2 separate regions of the Cricetulus griseus genome follow, and region 1 is linked to region 2. Evidence: chromatin contacts called from public Micro-C data. All regions are on one chromosome and are shown on one strand. Each heading gives the region's core, a stretch centred on a gene start, on an enhancer-like site or on the middle of the called end of the contact. The rest is flanking DNA. Distances are from core to core; before and after follow the strand shown.

What was found. Hi-C and Micro-C count contacts between places; a contact is called where the count stands out from the background.
Region 1: a contact with region 2 is called in a Micro-C map of the CHO-K1 cell line, with 4 times the contacts expected there. The contact joins the enhancer-like site here to the promoter of Adss2 in region 2. A contact is called at or near these places in 3 of 8 Hi-C or Micro-C datasets (the CHO-K1 cell line and fibroblasts).

What each region holds. Positions count from the first base shown.
Region 1 is chr5:16,113,892-16,118,076 of CriGri-PICRH-1.0, reverse strand. No RefSeq gene overlaps it. Among named protein-coding and RNA genes, the nearest start is that of CUNH1orf100, 20 kb to the right of the region's middle. Within about 2 kb of position 2,751, at least 3 of the 6 cell types and tissues checked have open chromatin away from gene starts, as enhancers often do. A contact at or near this core is called in the CHO-K1 cell line and fibroblasts, where this site is marked.
Region 2 is chr5:16,047,514-16,052,027 of CriGri-PICRH-1.0, reverse strand. Adss2 (adenylosuccinate synthase 2) reads right to left here and starts at 2,225. Exons shown (of 13, transcript NM_001292059.1): 1 at 1,936-2,225. The coding sequence starts at 2,118.

The sequences.
Region 1 (4,185 bases), core at 1,502-4,001, 66 kb before region 2:
CTTGCTGGCGAGAAATACAGAGCGCGCGGGACACCATGCATGTGATGTTCATACACACATGCAAAATACTCATACACAAAAAATAAACATAACATTTAAAACAGAAAAGGAATATAGGCTCTGACTCAGGAGCTACATGACCTTGGCTAGTCACTGTGGTTCCCTTTTCCTGTCCCCCTGACACATGGAGCGGTGGGAAGGACCAGCTACTCTCCAAGATGCTTCTAACATGTGCAACTGTGATTCACTGAGGTTGTGTCAACGGGATGCAGTTCCGACTGGGGTGGGGGAGGGGCTGCCCAAGGCTTTTATTTTAAGTGAAGTCCTGGAAGCATAGGCTGGTAGTAGAGTGTCCGTCTACCATATGCAAGGTCCTGGGCTCCCTCCCCAGCACAAAAGGCAGATTATTATATAGACGACAGATAGATAGATAGATAGATAGATAGATAGATAGATAGATAGATAGATCCATCATTGCCATTAATCTCTCAATGTCATGTTCCTGAATCTCAGAAAACAGAAACAAAAATCTTATAATCCAGGAAGGACCTGTCCCTTCCTCTTGTGCATTTTCTCTGTCCTCAAGCATAATAGGACTTTCAGGTTTTTAGGAGCCACTCAGATCTGAGCCAGGATTAATGCCAAGCCAGAGCTCCCACATAAAAAAAAAAAAAAAAAATCGTAAAATAATCTCAGACTTCATACTTGGCTCTCCTCGCATCTTGTACAAAAGCCTGTTGAACCAGTTTAACAACCTTTGTAGTTATTAGTAAATTTTTTAAAGCATATTTATTAACTCAGAATTTCATATAATGTATTTTGATTGTATTAACCCCAACTCCTCCCCTTAACTCCTCCCAGATCTGCTCCCACTTCTCTACACCCTAACTTCTTGTCCATTTTTGTAAATAACCCATCAACTCCAATCTGGGCTATCCGTATACCCCTGGGTGTAGGACCATCCACTAGAGCATGGTTGACCTACCAGGAGCCACAATCTTAGAGAAAACTGGCTCTCCCTCCTCTACAAGCCATCAGCTCTGCATAGCTCCTGGGTTGGGTATTGGCTCGAGAACCCCCTACTTAGATGATCTTGTGCGGATCGTGTGCGGGGAAAATACAGCTGCTGTGAGTGCATCCATCAGTCCTGTCATATCCAGAAGGCTTGGTTTCGTCCTTGTCCTCCCCAGGTGCTGGCTCTTACAAGCCTGCTACATCATCTTCCTAAGTGGCTCCTGAGCCTCGGGAGGTGGGGATGGTGACAGATCTCCTATTTGTGGGTGAGCACTTTCATTATCACTTACCCTCTGTGCTCTGACCAGCCTTGAGTGTCTTCTTCACCACCATCCAGTACACAAAGAAACTCTCTGACAAAGTCTGAGAGCTACATTAATCCCAGTTTAGAGCCTGGGTAAATCAATTACTAGCTACTGAGGCCTTTAAAGAGCGGACCCGGCACATACTGAGAAGAGATGGATAGGACAGGAGCTCATTAAGTGTAAGGAACATCAGGGAATCATGGAGAAAACGTTCCCAAGTGAAGAAGCCATGAGTCAGAGATGACTAGAGGGCACTGACTTCATTAAAAACCTTTCCTTGGAGACTCCAAAAACAGAATTTGTTTTCCGCCAGGAAAATATACCGCAGCTGTGACTCAATCCTGACTCCAAGTTCACTGACCAGTCAACTTTCAGGACGACCACTGAGGGGTCCCGTTGACCCAGCTTCCCTACGACATAAAAATGTGACTAGAAGTCATTTCCTTTGCTCTCTCACCTCTTCAGAAAAGGAAGGGGGGGGGAAGTCTGAGAATTACAGAGTTGAGCTGAGAAAGCTCCTTATACCTCAACTTTCCCATCTATAAAAATGCTGAGGATGAGGACTGAGAATATAGCTCAGCGGAGGAGCATGTACTTAGCGTGCCCAGGGCCTTGGGCTCCAACCTCAGCTCCAGGCATGGAGGAGGTGAGAATTAAATACTCTAATACAGCCTCATGTGATGGTGTATGTAAGTGATCCCAGCACTCTGGAGACAGAAGCAAGAGAAGCACAATTTTTTGGGCAATGAGCAACACCCTATTTCAAACAAAGAAATTAGAATATTTATTCTAAACCACACAAGATACTGAGAATCATATCTGCTTATGAAATAGCTTCTTAATCAATGTCTGCAGCCATCGCCAACATCATCACCACCATCATTGAAAGGCTTATCATGGTTTTGCTTTCTGGCCTAACTTCTTTCTCTCCTCTGTCCTATAGTCTCACATATCAGTCGCACCCTATGACAAGAGATAAATAGTGTCCCTTAAATTTTTATATGTTGAAGTCCTAACCCAAAATACTTCAAAATGTAGAAATGAGTTGCTGAAGATATAAAGATAAAAGTTAGAGAAGGATAAAAAAGGGGGAGAGACAGAAGCACACACACACAGGGAGAGAGACAGACAGAGGAGAAAGAGAGACACATTTGAAGAGAAAGGCAGAGATCAAAATGACAGGGTTAGTAAGTGTGTCACTGTTTCCTCTTGGTTAGGCATGACCATTGCCATCTCGAATAAATACTTTTGAGATCACTCATCCGGTGAGTGAGCCCTATAACACTCCCTCAAAGAAAGAGGGAAGAGGCTCACCAAGCTCACAGAGTTTATGGCGTTTGTGAGCCTTCATGCAATCCTTAGGATAGCCCAGCAGAGCTATACAAGAGGCTAACAGCTGGCTGTTACTCAGGCAGCTCGCTGTTGACACAGCTCCCTGTGAGTCACCCACATTTCTGTTAGTAACCCCAGTAAGCTCAAGCGTTCACCAAGATAGACTTGGAGGGAATCTTGTCTTTGGTCTATTGGCACCCTCTATTGGGGAGGGTGTGAATAAATAGTTTCTTTACATTTCCCCCAGGGACAGTCACGCAGACTCTCTCTGGCAACCTTTATCAGAACCAGTCTTGTCCACACTGTATCTCCAACTGTAGCATCTAGAAGTATGAAATGGCAAGTATCCCTTAGCCACGTCCTCAGATGTGGTACTTTATACTAAATGAGTCCATGCCAACTGACGCGTGGCTTGGCTTCCCCCATCTCCATGTTCTGATAGTTCTGTATCTCAAACACCTATTCAGCTGCTTGGGTTATCTGCAGTCAGAATAAAGTTGCTCAGGGCTGGAGAGGCCCTGGGTAGCTGTGGTCCAAAAGAGAGGGAAAGAAAGACAGAAAACTGTGATGGTGTAGCACTTGGGAGGCGGAGGCAGGTGAGTTCAAGTGTAATGAGTCCCAGGACACGCAGGGCAACTAAGTGAAACCCTGTCTCAAAAACCCAACCTCCCCAATCTCATTGCTCTCTACATGTGCCCTTGATAAATGGCTCTTACCACACTTTCCAGCTATTTCTATTTTCTTATATTTAAAATATATTTGTATTATATAGATTAAAAATCAGAACCAAATTTTCAAAGTCAATTTTATTTATGTATTATTTATTTACTTATTTATTGTGTGTTTGATGTATGTGTTTGTGTATACATGTGCACTCACATGTGTGCAATGGATGCCAGAAGTCCGTTCCAGGTATCTTCTATGTTTTCTTCTGTTGTTCTTCAGTTTATTATCTATGTGTGTCTGTATGTGTCTGTGTGTGCATGGACATGTGTGTGCAATATGAGTGTTGTAGGTGCCCAAAGAAGCTAGAAAAGGCATATGATCCCCTAAAACTAGAGTTAGAGGATGTTTTGAGCCACTTGGCATGGGTGCCGGGAACTGAACTAGGGTCCCTGGAAGAGCAGCAAGCCCTGTTATCCACTGAGCCGTCTCCAGCACCAACATAGGTTTCCCTTTTGCGCTGAGTTGTTTCCAGTTCAAACACAGTAACTCTCAAGGAACCAGCCAACTTAATTAGGGGATCTGCACCCAATTTTGCTCATTATGGTGTGAAATTCTTCACCCAGAGAGTTTCCATTCTGCCGTGTTTTTCAAAACGCAATGCATGATCCCCAACGGAGCATACTTGGGAATTCGTCTACCCCTACGTGTGATGACAAGTCTTTCTTATGTGAATCTGTGCAAGCTTCCCTTGTAGAAGCTTCTGGCTTGCCTTTGCTTGGAGAAACACTGTGCTCGGAATAATCTCTCCCCATCCACTCTTTGGTCTGGTTGGGCAGATTGGCTCTGAGCTCGTCAAGGAAATGAAGCC
Region 2 (4,514 bases), core at 976-3,475:
CAATGATGAGATGTCAATAGCTTTGCACCTATTTCCCCCCCCAAAGGGTATATTATTTATTAAAATGTATAGTAGTTAGAAGAAACATCAGCCATAACCTTCCTCCCTTTAAAATGACATTTCATATGTGACAGAATTATTTTGTGATTCTAATTGAAGTATGGATACATTTTATATATTGATTTACGTATCCATATATAAAAAACACTCTAGAGAACTGATGTTTATTAATAAATGTTTGACTGTATACTTAATTAACATATAGAAAAAAATGTAAGGATTATATAAGTAGTAAGTAAGTTTATAAGTGTGGGAAGTCTGACTGATCACGTATTTGTCTTCTCCACTAGCCTCAGCTAACACTTGGAAGCCAAGCATGGCTTGCTTCTCCACAATTACTTCTCCGGACATTCCAAAGGCATCAGGTCAGTCTTGGTAACAAAGTAACACCTTCAGTCTACAAACTGATCCTATAACCTTTTAAAGGTAGTTATACTGAGAACCTTTTGGATAAATGCTACAATGGCTACAGGGGCTCAGAATATACAATGAAACTGGACCTGTGAACTATTTCTAAGTAAAAAGTCAAGCAGGCCTCAAACCCACCCTTCTATTCAGCAAGAGTTTAGGCACTTTTCTAAGTCTCTAGTTCAGCACACAAGATCTGACTTTAAAAGTAAATGGTGAAGGCTGTGCTTTGGAGCATTTCCTATGGCAGGCAGTGCGAGTCAGGGGTCCATACCGACACCTTTGAGAGCACTGTTAAATATGCATGCTACCAGACAAGGTGCAGGGACAGAAACCCGGGAAGGAATAATGGGTGCTAAGGCAGTAGCTGCTCCCATGGCTAGCTCGACTTAAGAGACAGGGTAGGTGTCTGCAGGCAATACACAGGAAGATAACCCAAGTCAAAGTATCTAGCTTTGCACAGACCTGCTTCTGCATGGGATTCAATTTTAGGTAGAAAGCTTCCCACCAGGTCCCTTGACTAACGTAAACCGCCTGCATATCAACACACAAAACCACATACCTTCAGGAAAAAAAAAATGCTTACAACCTAAACATGCCGCCGTTAACTGCAAACACTACATCTTGTTTTGAACATGGGTATTGCTCATCTATTTTGAATTCTGAAACTAGGAGACAGTTTTCTGAGAGCCTTCACAAAGGCCTTGCCTCTAGGCTGCTTCAAAGCAAACGACAAATAGGGAAGAAGAAAAAGAAGAAGAAGGAAAAAAAAAAAAAAAGCTAACACTGAAAACCACGTGTGTCCGGGTAGGAAGCACTCGATTTCCCGAAAGTCAACTTTTTATGTTGCCGAAACACTGCAAAATTTTCTAAATATCCAATTTGAAATCTCTGTAGCTACTTGTCTCACACTTTTCAACAGAGTAGGGATTCCTTCTTTAGGGTCCCATGAGATCTCCCGTAAATATTAATTTATGGGATACAAATAAGAATTTAAAAAAAAAAAGAGAGAGAAAGAAAGAAAGTGGACCCCAACAGTCCCAAAGCTCCGTAGCGGAACCTGATGTCAACAAAGTGGATGGCAGGAGGAGAGGCTCTGCGTGCCCGGGGCCTGCAGCAGGTGGGGCAGGGGTGACCCTCCATTTCTGGGAATTTCGGAAAAAGGACCCTCCCTTGGCCGCCAGGGTGGGTGGGCCTCGCCGGGTCCTCACCGGGTCACAGCCGGAGAAGGGAGCAGGCCTCGGGCGGTAGCTCCCTCCACTCCGCCCCGCAGCGAACCGCCAGTGCCGTCCCCAGATCCCAAAAGGCAGCTCCAGCGTCGCGCACCCTCCAGGCTCCGCCAGAGCCACCCGGAGCGTCACCCGGGGCTCCGGGACGGGGTCCCCCGCAGCTCCCAGCCCCAGGGGCGCGCCTCAAGGTGACACGTCCCCGCGCCGGGCGTCCCCGCCAGGGCCCGGCTCCCCTCACCTGGCAGCGGCACACGATGTCGGCGTCCTGCGCCAGCAGATCCACCACCTTCCCTTTGCCCTCGTCGCCCCACTGCGCGCCCAGCACCACCGTCACCCGGTTCCCTCCGGGCGGCGCCCTGGGGCGGCCGCAGTCGCCGTTGGGCAGGGAGGCGGCCGCCGGGTTGCTCTCGGAGATCGACATGGCTCCCTCCGCTCAGGCCACGAGCGCCGGGACGAGACGCGGCGGGCGAAGCGAGCGTGAACCCAACTGCTGCGCCGCCGCCAGCCACATGCGGAGGAAGAAGGAGCCAGAGGCCGGCCCCGCCCCCGCCCCGCGGGCCGCCACCCTCCCGCCAGGCCCGCCCGCGCTCCGCCGCCGCCGCCGCCGCCGCCGCCGCCGCGCCGCTCAGGGCGGGACCACTTCGCGCAGGCCGGAGCCGCAGCACCGCCCGCAGGCGCCGCGGCCTCAACTGCCGCCACCCCAGGGCCCAGGCCACACCCCTTCTCCGGCCTGGCGCGCGGCTCCGCCGAGAACCGCGCGAGAGCGGAGGGCGGAGGGGCGGGGCTAGGAGAGCTCCGCCCTCTGCGCCCCGCCCACCAGCCCCTCCAGGGGCATTCAAACTCCAGAGGCGCGGAGGGACGTGAGGGCCGTGAGGGCCGTGAGGGGTGTGGGACTACAACTCCCAGCATGCCGTGCCGCGAGGCGGCCATCGAGGCGCGGCGCCATGATGTCATGGTCTACGGGTTTGGGTCTGAGAAAGCCAGTTTTGTTTTCTGAGTTGAAAGACTTGGTTTGTTAGGGAGCGAAATACCCTCGTAAAATATAAACGGGGATTTAAAAACGCACGGGGGCTGGAACGGAGCCGAATACATTTAGAACTAAAAACAGGACTAGAAGTGCAGACTCAAAAGCAGAGAAAGTAGAGGATTTAGGAAATGCAGAGAAGTCCTAACTTATCATTTTACAGTACGCAGAGATGAGTCAGTTAGCCACGTTATATCCGTAATGCGCCTGTTTTCTTTTAGATCCCCACAACGTATTTTATAAAATAAAATACATCCTTTCTACAAAACAATTTCTCTCCCTCTACCGCCCCTCCCCCCTCTACCGCCCCTCCCCCCCACAGCCTGCTTTTCCCCTCTTGAAGTGTTGGAGATCAAATCCAATCCTTGTAATCTGAGGCCACTACTCAACCACTGAGTTATGCTCTCCAGGCCTTCAGACTTTTATACAGGGCTTAACTTGCTCAAATGAAGTTTGAAATGGCACCGTAGGCATCTTGTTTGCAGATTCGGTTAGCCTGTGGACTTCCTCTGTGTTCTGCTCTCAGAGTTTCCATTGTCGCTGATTTCAGAGTATGCCTAATGTCTGTCTGAAGTGGGTTTTTCGTTCGTGTGTGTGTGTGTGTGTGTGTGTGTGTGTGTGTGTGTGTGTGTGTGTGTGTGTGTGTGTGTGTGTGTATGTGTGTGTGTGCGCGTGCGCGCGCGCGCGCGCACATGCTCATGAAGGCCAGAAGAGGGCGTCAGATCCCCTGGAGCTCGAGTAACAGGCGATGGTGAGCCATCTGATAGGTGCTGAGAAGAGCATCCCCGCATCCTCTGGAAGAGCAGCAAGGGCTCTTAATTGCTGAGCCACATGTCTCTAGCCCTGATCTAATGTTTCCACTGCAACCCAAATTAACTGTGACATAAAGTTTGGATAAAAACTGCTTTGAAAAAACACTAGGAATAAAGAACTGGGGATGTAGCTCACTGGTATGGCGTGGTGATTGCTTACTAGCACATGCTAATAAGCAATTAGTGGGTTTGATGCCCACTATTACAAACAGAAATGGAATGGGATCATTCTGCGCACTGTCTCCTGATGTGGGTATACTGTCATGGTCTCCGAGGGGCCATAAAGCCAGCTTAGCATTTGCTACTTCTCTTATTCACATACTAGCCAGGTCGGTGTCTTCTTAGACTCTGAGCCGGAATCACCATGTTTGCCGTTCCTGTTAGACTGTGTTATCATTAGCCATTGAGAGCCTACTACGTACCAAGACTGTTGGGCACGGGTGACACAGTGAAGCAAGAACGCTGGCGGAAGTTCTAAAAATGTTCTTCCACTTCCGTTCTCCTGGTTCTGATATCTGCCCCTTGATGGCTATTTTAGAAATGGCCATGCCATTTGAAAAGTTCCTCCATTTGGGTTACATGGTGTCAATTTCCTTGAAACCACAGCAGTTAGCACTATAGAAAGAACTAAGGTCATTTGTTTCCCTAGATTCCAGCCACACACCCCACCCCATACCCTGTTAATGACTGGAGATTTCTTAATCATCTAACATTCTTAACTACTCACTTGGTAGTCCTACCAACAGCCTCTTTAAGGATAAAGAAAGGAAACCTTTCTACACTCCCCTCCACCTCCTCCTGCCCACTTCCTGCCCTGTAACAATCCCAGCTTATAAACAGACTGGGGGCTCTGACCCCAATAGGAGCTCCTCTGCAGGTTTTCCTCCCAAGTAAAGGTGTTATACTGTCTGAGGTCCCTCATGACCTTGTCTGTCTTCCCTTCTCACTTATCTTTCAGCTGACACCCAGGATTCCACTTTA